Linked DNA regions of Sus scrofa: regions 1, 2, 3 and 4 are each linked to region 5. A link is a contact called in public Hi-C and HiChIP or PLAC-seq data. All regions are on one chromosome and are shown on one strand. Each heading gives the region's core, a stretch centred on a gene start, on an enhancer-like site or on the middle of the called end of the contact. The rest is flanking DNA. Distances are from core to core; before and after follow the strand shown.

Region 1 (2,805 bases), core at 245-2,744, 220 kb before region 5:
CCAAGCTGTCAGAGTCCTTTCAATCCCTGTAAAACCAGCACGGAAGGTGCCAAGGGGGACTAGCTCAGTATCAAGTGCGGAGGAAAAAAGACGAAGAACACCGTGTCTGTTCTTCCCACCGCTTCCAAGAGACGTGCAAAAACTGACCCCCAAGAGACAGTCAGTAATAGTGAAATAACTTTGTACGGTGACAGATGGTAACTAGAATTGACCTGGTGAACATTTCGTAACATATAAACACAGAGAATCACTATGTTGTACATAGGATACTAATACAATAGTTAAAGTCAATTACAATGCAAAAAAAAAAAAAAAAAAAAAAAAAAACCAACTGACCCCAGCTTCACCATGAGCCACTCCGTTGTTCACCTTGATTTTCCTCTGAGAAGAAAGCCCTCCCGTCATGGACGGTGACCATGCCTTGTGTGTGTTTATAGGGGGGCTTCTCCTCTGCTTCTGTGTGTTCCACCATCACGGAACTGTAAGGTGACTTTCGCATCAGGGCAAAATAAAACTGCACCAAGTAAAACGAGGAGTTGAAAAACTACAGACTTCAGAGTATGTGGACCAGTGTCTCTAAAACACCCTTAAAAACCATCCCACTTCCTGGGGTTGGTTCTTTCTGGGGGCGTCCCCAGGATTTGCTCAGTTTCTGAGACGCTCTGGAATCTGGCACTGCCCCTTCCTGGTGACGCTCACCTGTCCCTTTGCACCTCGGGACACCCCCCTCATCTCTCTCTGCCCGGCCCGACAAGCCAGTCTCCTGGCTTCTTTCTGGGGCGTCCATGCTATCTCTTACTCAGCCCCACAGCTTTAGCTTACATCTCTACCCCAAAGGCCCCCGATCTGTCCCTGCAGCTCAGATTTCTCCCTTGAATCTTGGATTGTATTTCAACTTCCTTTTTCAAGTTCCCCTCTTAAGGTTTCCACAGAAGCACAAACCCAGCAGGTCCCAAAGGAACACGCTGTTCCCCTCCCAACTGCAGGCCCATCTCGGTTCCTGGCACTGGCATCCTGCCAGCTGCTCTGACTCTTCCCTCTCCACCCACGTCCCATCTCTCACCCAGCCCCACCCATCCTCACGTGTCTGGAGGGCCCTCTTGCTCTTCTCCAGTCCCATCTGGCCTGATTCAGGGCCCTATCTTCTCTCACCTGGGGCACTGGCGTAGCTGTAAGAAGTCACCCTGCCTCTCTGTCATTTGATCACCCCCCTTCTGTCTGCTGGCTACATTGTGACGGCTGTGCTGATGCACCATCCCCTGTGTCCTCAGAGCCCGGGAGCATCAACATCACCTGGGAACTTGTTAGAAAGTCTCTGGCCGCATCCTACACTGGATCAGAAACTCAAGGGTGAGCCCCAGCATCCTGTGTTTTGATAAGCCTTTCAAGGGACTCTGTGCCTGCTAAGGTCCGAGAACCTCTGCAGCTGCCCCAGATCTGGGCAGTACTGTGGGCAGATGGCCATCAGCTGGCAGCCCTGTCGGAACACCTCACTGCAGAGAGCTGCAATCATGCCCTCCCTGGGCAGCTCGCCTCCAATGGGAGCCCAGGGTCTCACAGTCCGGTCTCTTGCTCGCCCGTTGCTTATACTGCAACAGGGAAGACAAGGCCGGTCACTTCTATAGTGACAAGTGCTATGAAGAAAATGAGACCAGGCAGGGAGGACGCGTGCTGAGAGGGCCACTCTAGACACGGACGGCCCTAGGAGTCAGGCTGCTTTTACAGTCAGATGTTGACATGTCTGCCTCTCTCCAGCAGTGGACGCCAAAAGGGCAGAGACTGTCCCCAAGTCGCCTTCAAAAAGCCCACCTGGCACAGAGCACGGCACCCAGCGATGCATCTGTTGGTGAACCAGGAAACTCCAGGGAAGACCACTGCCCTCGAATCCGCGTATGATCAACAAAAGGAGGAATTTCTTCCTAAAGCTAATTATTTAAATAATTACCTCAATTTTAACCTGACTTTGAGTTTGCCTGGGAAGTGTTCCCTCTGAAATTGGGTCATCAGTGACTTCCATCCATTCTTCTTTCAACCCTGCCCAGGGACAGTGTTATTCCCAAAGGGGGAGCTTCACCCGGACAAGTCCCCACGGCCAGATGGTCCTGGCCGGTAGCCATCCTCGGGTGGGAAATAAAGCACTCTGGAAAATGCAGGCGGAATTTATTGACTCTAACTTCAGGGATCCAGCGAGGAAATGGACTTCACAAAGGGCCCAATTTCCTGCTGAGGCATCATTTGCTTGCTGAGTGATCATTAGACCTGAATCCAACAGTCATTAAAAAGGAGAGCGGCTCTTCACTGCCCATCTGGTGTCTCACTCCTCTCCACGCAGGGGGTCCTGAACCGGGTTGCTGGGCTGAATCTCCTAGGAGGCACCCCGGAAAGAAGCCTGAAAGCGCATCTTTAAAAGCCCTGGGGGGATCAGCCAACCAGTCAGATCAGAGAGCCCCTCACCCCCGCTCTGCTGGGAAGAGGGATGTGCAGACAGCGGTAATCTCATCTCTCCCGACCCTCATGGGACCTCCAGACACCTGAAGACAGGTGTGCCCCAAACGCCAGTCCAGCCTCAACATCCCCACTCTTGCCACGCCGCTTGGATAGGCAGGGCCGGAACTGGGAAGAGGTGGCACAGGCTGACGCTGTTTTCCATGCACGCCACTCTCCGGGATGGGCTCTGGGGACTAAAGTAGCATTAGTTCAAGGTGAGCATCAGTATCACCTGGGAACGTCACATGCTACGGAGCTAGTGTCCGGGTGGAGCCTGGTGATGTGCATTTTACCAGCCGCTCCTGGTGACTCAGACTC
Region 2 (2,850 bases), core at 198-2,697, 240 kb before region 5:
TGTGCGGTGGCGGGGGGGAACTCCAGTGGTGAGCGGGCAGCAGCAGGGGGGAAACGGGCAGAGAGCTGGGCAGGAAGGGTCTGGCCCTCTTGCGTGGAGCACCGTCTCCAGGTACCACCAGCCTGGGGGCTCAGGGTTCTGTTTTATTAGGGGGCTCGTGGTTTTCTTACAAGATGGAAGATGCAGGAATGAATTGCTTTGTCTGGCTGCTGCATGAGGCTTCCAGAGTCAAAATGGAGCCATGAGCTTCCTAACGGCCTGGCTCTCAGATCCCTGCTGGCTACCTTTTCAGAGGAGACCCTGCCGCCTCCTTCCAGCCTCACCAAGAGGAACAGTGGAGAATACAGGGATCCCATACATCCAGGCCTTTGAGGCTGCAGGGGTGGCACGGTGGAGACACGCACAGCCCAGGACCACAGCCCAGAGGCCCTGGAAGGGAGGGCCCTCCTTCCTCTTCCCCCACCCACCCCCAAGGCCCAGCCTGGTGGGTGCACCATGTGTAATGAATGAGAAGCAGCCCAAGGCTTTTAAAGACCCCTTTCTTCTCTCTGGTACGACTAATTTACCCTCCAAATACATGCATTTTAATTTCCCCATTCTAGAATTAAACGCGCACTCACTTTTGGTGACTTCTTCCTAGCAAAATACCACTTCGGGCAATGGCAGAAAGAGAAAGAATTATAGGAGTTAATCTCGTCCACATGTTTCCACCTCTGCTGTGAGGACTTTAGCACACCTGGTCCACAGTGAAATGCAGTATTTATTCTGCTGAAAAGTATAAATGTTTGACGTCTCTTTTTTGGCTCGGGCCTTTTATTATTTATGCATTTATTTCATTGTATATTATGGAATGTTTAAAACATACAAAAGTAGGAAATGCCACAAACCCCTAAGTTCCCATAGTCTAGCTTCGACACCTAGCCACAGTTTGTAAATTTAAGCATCTTTTTTGGATTTTAAGCTCTACCAATCCTCTCATATTCACTGTACAGGGGGAAGGTAGACCATCCGATTATTAATTAATCTTATAATTAATCCTAACGCTTCTAGCAAACTTGAGCTTTTAATTCTGTAAGTTTTAAGAACATCCTGCCTCTGGGCTAAAGGCTCACAGGCGCAGGCAGGGACGAGCCAAGGAGGCGGGGCGCTGGCAGCGGACCAGCCAGCTGTTTGCACAGCCTCACGCCCTGCGGGGGAAGGGCTCCATCATTTTGCAGCCCGGCTGGGAATCGAGACTTTCTAAGGCTAAATGTGCCCACCATTGGTCCAGCGATGATGCCAGGTAAGATGCTATATCTGAGTTCAGCTCTTACTGCTTCTGGGAGACTAGTCCATCTGCCATCTGTCAACGCAAAACAAATTCCAGGCGCCATCCCTGGAAGATTGTTTACTGTGTGTCTTACCACGTTTCCCCACCAGGGGGAGCCATGAAGCGCAGCCTCGGATTAGGGAGCCCTTTGCGTCTTTTTCATTGAAACGCGGGCCAGATGATCAGCATCCACGTGACAGGCTCCGCCGCGTGAGGATCCTTATTTCTATGGGCCCAGCTGGACCAGTGACAGTCCAGGATGACATACTGTTGGGAAATCACAAAGCTCCCGTTCCATTTGAGGGAACAGAGAGTCTCCGAGGATAAAAATGTAAATTTTTTTTTTTATTTTTTGCCATTTCTTGGGCTGCTCCTGCGGCATATGGAGGTTCCCAGGCTAGGGGTCTAATCGGAGACGTAGCCGCCGGCCTATGCCAGAGCCACAGTAACGCGGGATCCGAGCCGCGTCTGCAACCTACACCACAGCTCACGGCAACGCCGGATCGTTAACCCACTGAGCAAGGGCAGGGATCGAACCCGCAACCTCATGGTTCCTAGTCAGATTCGTTAACCGCTGCGCCACGACGGGAACTCCTTAAAAAAAAATTTTAAACTGCTTCCTGAACTCTCACCATGTGTCACGGTAAACGGTTCCCCGACCCCGGAGTTGGGCCCTGGGGTCAGTGTGCTAAGAACTTTATACATGTTATTCAGTCTCTGCAATCCTGAGGGGTTTGTTCCATGGTCATTTAACAAATAAGAAACCTGGGACCCAGCTGACAAGCAGAACGTGCAGAGGGGCCCGCAGCTCAGTCACCAGAGCTGGGACTCTGCAGCCAGGTCGGCTGGCTCCACACCTGGGCCTGTGGTTACCGATCAGGGACCCCCCCTCCTGGGTCCCTCGGGTGAGACGTGCCCCCACTTGATGTCTGTGGTGTGAGTTTGCATCCAGCTAAGGCCAGCGGAAGCACTGAGCAGAACTCCAGCAGGAGCCCAGTGAGGCACGTGTGACACTGGCATCTGATGGCCTGGCTCCTCTCCGCTCTGCCACTCCTAGCTGACGACCCTTCTCTGTCACCGTCTCCGGGCCTCAGTTTCCTCATCTGTGAAAGGAACCACAAATGATAGCAGGACCCATTTTGGTGGACTCTTCTGGGGAATAAAGTGGGTCAAAGTGTAAAGTGCTTTGAGGAGCTGAGCTGTGGGCAAGAACGTGTGAGGACGGGAGCCAGGTTAAGGGGAGTGAATGGTGTGGCAGCCATTCACCCCTTTCCTCCGAAAACAAGCCCTGTGGTGGCCTCAGGTGACGTGCACTTACCTCCTGTCCACGGATGGTGGAGACCTCGGCCAGGCTGGGTGATGAGACTCTGACACTCCGATGTCTAGGTTGGGATGTCGCATCTGCAGGAGAGGAGAACTCCCACCATCAGATCAGAGACGCACAAAGAGAACAACGTCCCTCCGGCTTTGGAGAAAGGCAGCCCTCAGAGGGCCCCCTTTTTGTTTTGCTTTTCGGGACGTCCCCACGGCAGCAAGGAGGG
Region 3 (2,700 bases), core at 2-2,501, 190 kb before region 5:
TAGGTTCACCTCAATGTGCAGAATTCTCCGTAATCTCTCTGCACAGCTAAGCAAGCACTGTCCAGCCAAATGCAAAGGTTTATTTAAAAGCAACTCCAGCAAATGCAATAAAGGTTCTAAAGGCCTCGAAGAAACCACCATCACCAATTTAGCAAACATCCGGGCTCATGGACAGGTCTCTGGGCATTCCCTCTGCTCCAGTCACTGACTTTCCTTCATTTCTCAGACAGGTTTGCATTTGCTGTTTCTCTGGCTTGGAACAGTCTTCCCCCAGATTGACAACACGCCTGCATCTCACTGCATCCTTCCAGTCTGAGTGCAAATCTGTCTCGTCTAAGCAGCATCCCTGGTCACCAGCATGTGTGTGTTTGTTTGTTTGTTTGTTTCAGGGCACTTACTGGTACCTTCAAGCATTTATTTGCTGGGGTGTTTTTGTCCGTTTCCTCCCAAACAGCACAGAAGCTCCTTGAGATTGAGGGCTCAAGGGTCTTCTCACCACCCCATATGTAGTGACTCTGACACATGGAGGACACTCAGGAATATTTACTGGCTGCCTGGCAGGGCCCAGGGGCTTAGAGGCCAAGTCGCTGTAAGTGCAGAGAGCTAAAAATCATTGGCCAAGCCTCAGTTTCTCCATTTGAAAAGCAATGTCTCCAACAACATTGAAAACTATGCGCGTGATCCCTGGGGGAAAGGCATTATGTACATTTGTAGAAATGCCTGCCATAACGAGATGTGGCTGGTGGCAAGGCAAAGCTACCGGCCATCCCAGGACACTGATTCCCAGGACACACGTCTAGATTCCAGGCCACCGATGTGATGGATGGCACGTTACAGGCTAAGGAGATTCCAGTCGCGGCTCAAGTTGCAAAAGCTTAAACTGCTTCTGAAATAACCACTGGAAAATATTTGTACTGGAGGAACTTTTAAAATAGTCTCTCATCCCTGCCCCTCCTTACAGTCATGAAATCCATTTCAGGATCAGATATAAACGGGGTAGAGGAAAGGTTTAAACACTGTTAATATAATCACCGCCCCCCCCCCACATACTTACAAAGATACTACGTCCAAACCACTGCAGAACACAACCTGAGAATCAACCGTTCAGGCTTTCAATGACTATTAAATTAAAACAACTTCAGTTGACTCTTATTTATTTATTTTTCTTTTTAGGGCCACACCTGTGGCATATGGAAGCTCCCAGGCTAGGGGTCAAATTGGAGCTGCAACTGAGGCCTACACTGCAGCCACAGCAACACTGGATCTGAGCCTCAGCTGTGACCTAGGCTGCAGCTCACGGCAATGCCTGATCCCTAACTCATTAAACGAGGTCAGGGATCTCACTTGCATCCTCATGGAGACTATGTTGGGTTCTTAACCCGCTGAGTCACAACAGGAACTCCCAGGTGACGATTTAGAGTCAAAACCTGAAGGGTGCTAGTCCCTGCTCTCACCCCTATACTCTCCTCTTGAACGGGGACGGCAGATACTGGCATGCACACTGCTACTCTCCAACCCTCTCCACCTCTTCCCGTTGAACCTTCCCTCATTTAACTTAGAGCTTCAGAATCCTTCTCAACACTCCAGTGAGCCATGACCAATCTACTGAAGTGGACCACAGAGAGTAAATCAATTTATTTTCTGCTCTAAAACCAATATCAAACAGTATTTGTGTATTAGGCATGGGCAGAAAAAAATAGAGACCTTCTTATGCTACTAAAACCCAGCAGCACAAGAAGGACTTGCTTCAGGGGCATGGGAGAAAAGATGGAGAAGTGATGATAGGACACTCAAATCTGGATGGGTTGGGTTTCAAAATGAAAACAGTATGTGTTAATCAGAAGTTACTGCTAGAGCTGCATATGGAAGCTTCTTCAGGAAGCTGTCTTTTTTTCCTCCTTAGAGCTAAAGTCTTTAGCAGTATTCAAGATGTTTCCTGTTACATAACTAGCCTACTGTTAGTTCTTACCTTATTGGAAACTCTTCAAGTTGGGAGCATTTATTTCAGTATTTATGGTACCATATTCTTCGAACACATCAGATACTCCCTGGGAGGAAATTTCACACACATGAAGGAGCAACGAGCCCATTTACCAAGTCCTCCACTCAACACCTCTGACTTCTTACCCTGGAAGGGGATCTCATCTCTCTTTCAATCTTGCTCCCCCTTCCCTCCCTTTCTCTCTCCACCTCTCCCTCCTTCCTTCCCTCTTTCTGTCCTTTTGCTAGTTCCGCAAACATATAGTGAATGTGCCAGGCATGAGGGGGACAAAGATGAATGCAATATTGCCCCTGCCCTCTAAGGGCTCCCAGGGGCTAGGATGCTGCTGGAGCACGAGCCCAGGGAGGTATGTTTCTCTGAGACGCTCCCGGGTTCCAGCGAGGAGCAGCAGAGCTGGCTCAACAGGGCATGTCTGTCCGGGGGTCTGGTGCTTGGTCAGCACCCTCCGAGAATGGCAGAGCTCCCATCAGGTGGAAGTGGCAATGCACTACAATTTCTTCTTTGCACCGGACTTTGAGAAGAGGGGCAAGGCTCACAAAAGTAGCTGACAGCCGTGCTTTATTTAAAGAGATGGCCATTTTGAGGCCAAGTTTTGAAGTCGACATAGGCAACACTCTGAAGGGCTTAGAATGCACGCAATTAATGTTTCTACGTGAGCCACGAGAAGGTGAGGCGTTGAAGGGCAGATGTCTTATTCA
Region 4 (2,820 bases), core at 236-2,735, 170 kb before region 5:
GCAAAAAAAAAAACCCAAAAAACAAACAAAAAAAACCTATCAGTAAGAATATTGAGATTTTCGAGATTTTCTTCAAGAAAATCCATCCTATATTTCTGGACTCTCACTGTCACTATTACAACCACCACCTTCTGGGGGGTCCTCCCTTTGGCCCCCCTCCCCCACCCAACTGGGGTCCTCCCTTTGGCCCCCCCACCCCCACCTCTCCACTTCCTGTCTGCTCAGTGAACCCTCACTGCCCAGAATCACATACACTGATGTCCCAACTGCCAGCACCTCAGAAAGTGACTGTCATCAGAGGCACGGTCTTTAAAGGGGTCACTAAGTTAAAATGAAGCCAAGCGGGTTGCCCTGATACAGAATGACAGGTGTCCTTAAAGAAGAGGAAACTTAGACACAGGTACTGAGGCAAGACTACATGACGACACAGGGAGCGAGGACGGCCACCCACAAGCCAAGGAGCGGAGCCTCAGGAAGAGACGACTCTGCTGGCACTTTGATCTCAGACTTTCAGTCCCTCAAACCGTGATGAAATAATTTCTGTTGCTGAAGCCACCAGCCTGTGGTACTTCATGATGGCAGCCCTTCCCATAGCTGCAAAATGGGGCAAAAAGCTCCTGACCACCAGCAACAGCAGGAGGGAAGAACCCCTTGTGTGTCCAGGACAGACACGTTAATAAAGGTGCCACACAGGCTAAACGTGGCCTTGGCCTTGAAACCCTTCTCTCCATGCTCTAAGCAACTCCCACTATGGAACAAGAGCTGGCAATGAGAGAGGGGACCCCTGGCCGGCTGAGGCCTACGGAGCAGCCTACATTTTTTGCAGAAGGAGACGTGGTGACAGCTCATTGAGTTCGGTTTCTGCGGCATGGCTGGTACAATGAAATGAGCGGATGAGGTCCAGCAGGCTCGGGATCAAAGCTGGCTGACTCTGAGAGCACTCAGGCTGTGCTCACCACGTGCCAGCACTGTCCTGGTTTGACCATCTCTTCCTTAATGTGACCCATGCAGCCCCACGAAGGAGGTACCGTTTGCACCCCCAATCTACAGACGAGAACACTGAGGTGCAGAGTGGTTGCCCAACTTGCCCAAAGCTATATTCCTGAGGTTTGAGCCCAGACTGGCTCCAGGTCTGTGTTTTTCACCTCTGGGGTAGGGGTTCCCAGGCTTTAGACTGCATCGGGGTTGCCTGGAGCACCTGCAAAAACACAGGTAGCTTGGGCCCTGCCCGGAGTCCTGCTGGAGAGCGTGGGCGGGGCCTGAGAATCTGCATTTCTAGCAAGTTCCCAGGTGATGATGCCAGCCCAGGGACCACACTGTCCTCTGGGAGGAAAACCACCTCTGATAATTAAAAGCTCTCAGAACAGCTGGGTGAGACTCGTGGGCCCACAGAGGAAACGTACTTCACACAAGTCGGGTACAGCACCAGGGGCCCACCAATGTTATACTGCTTGCCTCTGACTCATGCCACTTTCATGCGCCAACAGTGGGGTGGGGCCGGCCGTCTGCCTTCCTGTTTCTGAAACTCTACCACATCCTCCCCTGAGAGCCTGGGGCAGCCGCTGCTCAGCTGCAGGGAAAGAACACCCCTCCCCGTGCCCAGCCTCGAAGTAAGAAACCCCACTGCTCTGATGCATCAGCCCAGATGAAATCTCAGCAGTGCCTCTCATGCGCGGGCGCCAAAGCCAACAGGCCTGGATTCTATTTACAGCCCACCTCAGAGAGGGACACACACTGGATTTGGGGTTTCTAAATAGTAACACCTGAGTTTTGCAAACTATGTTTTTTTTTTTTTTTTGCTTTTAAGGGCCCCACCTGCAGCGTATGTGGTGGAAGTTCCCAATGCCAGATCCTTAACCCACTGAGCAAGGCCAGGGATCGAACCCGTGCCCTCATGGATACTAGGCAGGTTTGTTACCGCTGAGCAATGATGGGAATACCTTTGCTTGCTTTTTTTAATGGGCTGCTGTGAGGGGCATGCGGGAGAGGGGTTTCCAGCCCCCGTTTCCTTTAAGCACGACCCTTCCCCCGTCCAAGCACTTCTCAGTCTGGCAGGCCACGCTGGCTCCCTGCCCTGCCCCTTCCAGTCACACAGGGAACCCCCCAATCCCTGCCACCCCAGCCCAGGGCTGCCTCTGAACGGGAGTAACCTAGTCCCGCTGGCCCAGGCCCAGGCAGACAGCTCATTCGGGTCACTAGGATTCACGCTTTAAAAGGAGGAACACGCTGATGAGATAAAAATAAAAACAGCTGACTGCAGAGGAGGCTCGCCATTCCTGGAGGGCAGCGGGCTGCAGGCGGGCACGTGGGCGCTCTGTCCTGCCCTGGCGGTGGCCAACAGCCTTGTATGGACAAACAGCAAGAGCCCAGCTCCCTGTCTGGGTTAAAATCCTTGCACTGAAATTCCACTTCACCTGGGTTTGGAAAAGCCCAGAAATGGTGATGGTGCCCGTTCCCAGGACTCCCAGTAACTACAACAGAAACACTGCACACAGCCCTCAAAGCACGTATTTGACTGAACGTTAATGAATGATACTATAGCATCATATGCAAAATAGTCTTGTGTCAAATCTCAAAAAACGGTAACGGCAGGTGGGAAAGGACCCTGGAACTGAGGTCACCTGATCATCAAGTTTCAGGCACGGGCTCTTCCACCCTATGTTCCCTTCCTAAAGATTGTGGGCAGGAACGCTTTTTCCAGATGGATGGCTGCTCTAGGCCTGGCGAGCTCCTCCTGGACCCATCCTCGATGAACAGCTGCGAGGACTTCAGGCAGGTGGCCTAACCTCTCTGGGCTGTAAAATGGACACACTAGGTCCA
Region 5 (2,700 bases), core at 55-2,554:
TTACAAAATCATGTTTAAAATTTTATATTTATAGCAGCTTTATTCAAAGCTGCCCCAAACTGGAAACAACCAAGACGCCATGCAGTATGGATCAATAAACTGGGGGGTATCCAGATAATGGAATATCACTCAGCACCAAAAAGCAATAAGCTATTGAGTCATGAAATGACACAGAAAACACTTACATGCATATTTCTAGGTGACAGAAGCAACCTGAAAAGGTTACGTACTGTTTGATTCCAACTGTAGGCCATTTTGGAAAAGGAAAAACTATGAAAACAGTAAAAAGATAAACAATTGCCAGGGGAAAGGGTGGGGATGATGAAGTAAAGCCCAGAGGTCTTTAGGGCAGTGCAAATACTCTCAATGACACCGTAATGATGGATACAGGCCACCACACACTGGTCCAAACTCACAGAATGTCTTAAACCCAGAGTGGATGTAATGTCAGCAAACCAGGGACTTTGGGGGATAACAATGTGTCGATATAAATTCATCACTTGTGGAGTTCCCGTCGTGGCTCAGTGGTTAACGAATCCAACTAGGAACCATGAGGTGGCGGGTTCGATCCCTGGCCTTGCTGAGTGGGTTAAGGATCCAGCGTTGCCATAAGCTGTGGTGTAGGTTGCAGACGCGGCTCGGATCCCGCGTTGCTGTGGCTCTGGCGTAGGCCGGCAGCTATGGCTCCAATTAGACCCCTAGCCTGGGAACCTCCATAAGCCACGGAAGCGGCCCTAGAAAAGGCAAAAAGACCAAAAAAAAAAAAAAAAAATTCATCACTTGTAACAAATGTCACACTCTGGTGCTAGAGGCTGAGCACAGGGGAGGCTGCACATGTGTTACGGGTACAGGGTGTGTGGGAAATCTGTATCTTCCCTTCAATTTTGCCATGAACCATAAATTGCTCTGAAAAAAAAAAAAAAGTATTTTAAAAAAACCCTACATAGTAGAAGTAAACTGACAGTAGTTAGGTCTGAAAATGGAATTACTGGCTTTCTTTTCTTCTTTGTAACTTCCATAATAACAATCACATATTTCTTCCTTAAAAACTTAGGTCAAGATAAACACAAAGTCAAGGCATTAGATGACCTGAGGACCTGAGGGCCAGAGCAGCCCCAGCCCTCCGCGAAAGGCAGGGTCACATGAACAAATTGGAGAGTGAGCCCAGCTGGCACCACAGCCAGGGAGCCAATGACCCTGGGGCTGACCACATGGGCCCTCAGCAAAATGACCCAACCAGGGCCCCTCTCTGCTGCGGGCTCGGCCCACTGCCCCACTGCTCAGAAGCCCTGCTGCTGCAAGGTCCTGGCACTGGATCACGGGAGGAATCCAGTCACTCTGGCCAGCACTAAAAACAGAGTTCAGGGCCTGACACTCTCCGGATCAAGATCTAAGGTCTTATTCCAGCTGAAAGAGGCCTTCACTGTCTGGCTCCTGCTGACTTCTTGGACTCCGTTTTCCACGGCTCTCCACCCCAGAACTTCACTCCAGAAAGGCCATTTTCTCCCAACTTTCCCGTCAACTTCGTGCACTTTCCTCCCCCTACAGATTTTCCAAATTTTTTTCCAACTGCTCTGCTCCAAAAATATCCTTTCTTTAAAAAAAAAAAAAATTGTTTTAATATTTTGGCCAAGCCTGTGGCATCAGAAGTTCCCAGCCCAAATCCATGCCACAGCGTGACAATGCCAGATCCTTAACCACTAGGCCACCAAGGAACTCCCAAAATATCCCTTGTTTCAAATCTATGGATGATGCTGACGAAACATTATGTTGATGCGACTGCTTTAAACCTAGGGGTGATTGCAATAGTAGTAAAAGCTACTATGTATTTAGCAGTTACTACGCCTTCTTTCAATACATGGAATCGCGTTTAATCTTTGGAGCTCATTTGTGGGCAGGTACCAGTGTCCTTCCTTACAGGTAAGTTATCAAAGACTCAATGCAGTGAAGTAACTTTTCCAAGGACCCGTCATTAATAAATGGTGGAAATAAACCTCAATCCCAGGACGGTCTGTGCAACTCAAAAGAGCACTTCCCCATCCATGCCCTTGTTTGATCCTCTCCAAATCTGTGGGAATGGCTGGGCAGGTAAGGTCATCCCCATTCTACAGATGAGGTCATGGGGGGTTGGGTCTAAGAATGCAGGGCTCCCCAAACCGCCTTGGTGCAGAAAACACTGATGATGCTGATGGCCTAGTCATGGCTGCCTTAATCTGAATTCAGACCAACCTCTCTAAAGTATAGCTCTTCATTCATCAGCGCCCGGGAGAAGCACTCATGGAAAAGTCACCCTCCGGATGGAACGTCAGGTATTCGTGCTCCGTGTGAATAGGTAAAACAGTCTTGTGAAAAAGCACTGCCAATCAGACAGGATCAGACAAGGGATTTGAAGTTAAATGTAAAGAGAAATGAGCAATCGTTCTACTTTTTCTAAAAAATACAAACAAAGAAGCAAAACCCAGTCAGGTCCTAAGAATGGGGAATAGAAGTCTCCCCATTGCAAAGATGTGCCCTTTGACCCCTGTTATTTGGCACTAAAACCACATCCGCGCTGCGCAAGGAGCCCTGTGTTCCCGAGCGGATATGCTGATTGGCCCGGGAACTGTGATTACGTTCAGGTCTAAATAGCTCGTCCCCCATCCTGCTGCTCAGGACCATAAAAAATATCTGATCTATTTCTTCCTTACAAAACATTTCTTG

Evidence for each region. Hi-C and Micro-C count contacts between places; a contact is called where the count stands out from the background. HiChIP or PLAC-seq counts read pairs in DNA pulled down with a chosen protein or histone mark.
Region 1: a contact with region 5 is called in a Hi-C map of retroperitoneal adipose tissue, with 2.2 times the contacts expected there. The contact joins two enhancer-like sites. A contact is called at or near these places in 2 of 47 Hi-C or Micro-C datasets (embryonic fibroblasts and retroperitoneal adipose tissue) and 2 of 2 datasets of contacts at active chromatin or transcription factors (alveolar macrophages and skeletal muscle).
Region 2: a contact with region 5 is called in a Hi-C map of skeletal muscle, with 5 times the contacts expected there. The contact joins two enhancer-like sites. A contact is called at or near these places in 3 of 5 promoter capture datasets (fetal liver, fetal skeletal muscle and liver), 37 of 47 Hi-C or Micro-C datasets (adipocytes, adipose tissue, alveolar macrophages and 18 more) and 2 of 2 datasets of contacts at active chromatin or transcription factors (alveolar macrophages and skeletal muscle).
Region 3: a contact with region 5 is called in an H3K27ac HiChIP or PLAC-seq map of skeletal muscle. The contact joins two enhancer-like sites. A contact is called at or near these places in 9 of 47 Hi-C or Micro-C datasets (fetal liver, heart right ventricle, liver and 5 more) and 2 of 2 datasets of contacts at active chromatin or transcription factors (alveolar macrophages and skeletal muscle).
Region 4: a contact with region 5 is called in an H3K27ac HiChIP or PLAC-seq map of skeletal muscle. The contact joins two enhancer-like sites. A contact is called at or near these places in 5 of 47 Hi-C or Micro-C datasets (embryonic fibroblasts, liver and skeletal muscle) and 2 of 2 datasets of contacts at active chromatin or transcription factors (alveolar macrophages and skeletal muscle).

What each region holds. Positions count from the first base shown.
Region 1 is chr18:37,837,652-37,840,456 of Sscrofa11.1, forward strand. All of the region lies in intron 3 of EEPD1 (endonuclease/exonuclease/phosphatase family domain-containing protein 1), which reads right to left. Among named protein-coding and RNA genes, the nearest start is that of EEPD1, 110 kb to the right of the region's middle. Within about 2 kb of position 1,495, at least 8 of the 83 cell types and tissues checked have an H3K27ac peak or open chromatin away from gene starts, as enhancers often do. A contact at or near this core is called in retroperitoneal adipose tissue and skeletal muscle, where this site is marked.
Region 2 is chr18:37,819,009-37,821,858 of Sscrofa11.1, forward strand. No RefSeq gene overlaps it. Among named protein-coding and RNA genes, the nearest start is that of KIAA0895, 110 kb to the left of the region's middle. Within about 2 kb of position 1,448, at least 27 of the 83 cell types and tissues checked have an H3K27ac peak or open chromatin away from gene starts, as enhancers often do. A contact at or near this core is called in adipose tissue, fetal skeletal muscle and skeletal muscle, where this site is marked.
Region 3 is chr18:37,868,865-37,871,564 of Sscrofa11.1, forward strand. The region is part of intron 2 of EEPD1 (endonuclease/exonuclease/phosphatase family domain-containing protein 1); the gene reads right to left. Among named protein-coding and RNA genes, the nearest start is that of EEPD1, 79 kb to the right of the region's middle. Within about 2 kb of position 1,252, at least 3 of the 83 cell types and tissues checked have an H3K27ac peak or open chromatin away from gene starts, as enhancers often do. A contact at or near this core is called in skeletal muscle, where this site is marked.
Region 4 is chr18:37,888,961-37,891,780 of Sscrofa11.1, forward strand. The region is part of intron 2 of EEPD1 (endonuclease/exonuclease/phosphatase family domain-containing protein 1); the gene reads right to left. Among named protein-coding and RNA genes, the nearest start is that of EEPD1, 58 kb to the right of the region's middle. Within about 2 kb of position 1,486, at least 40 of the 83 cell types and tissues checked have an H3K27ac peak or open chromatin away from gene starts, as enhancers often do. A contact at or near this core is called in liver and skeletal muscle, where this site is marked.
Region 5 is chr18:38,060,922-38,063,621 of Sscrofa11.1, forward strand. No RefSeq gene overlaps it. Among named protein-coding and RNA genes, the nearest start is that of EEPD1, 110 kb to the left of the region's middle. Within about 2 kb of position 1,305, at least 15 of the 83 cell types and tissues checked have an H3K27ac peak or open chromatin away from gene starts, as enhancers often do. A contact at or near this core is called in adipose tissue, fetal skeletal muscle, liver and 2 more, where this site is marked.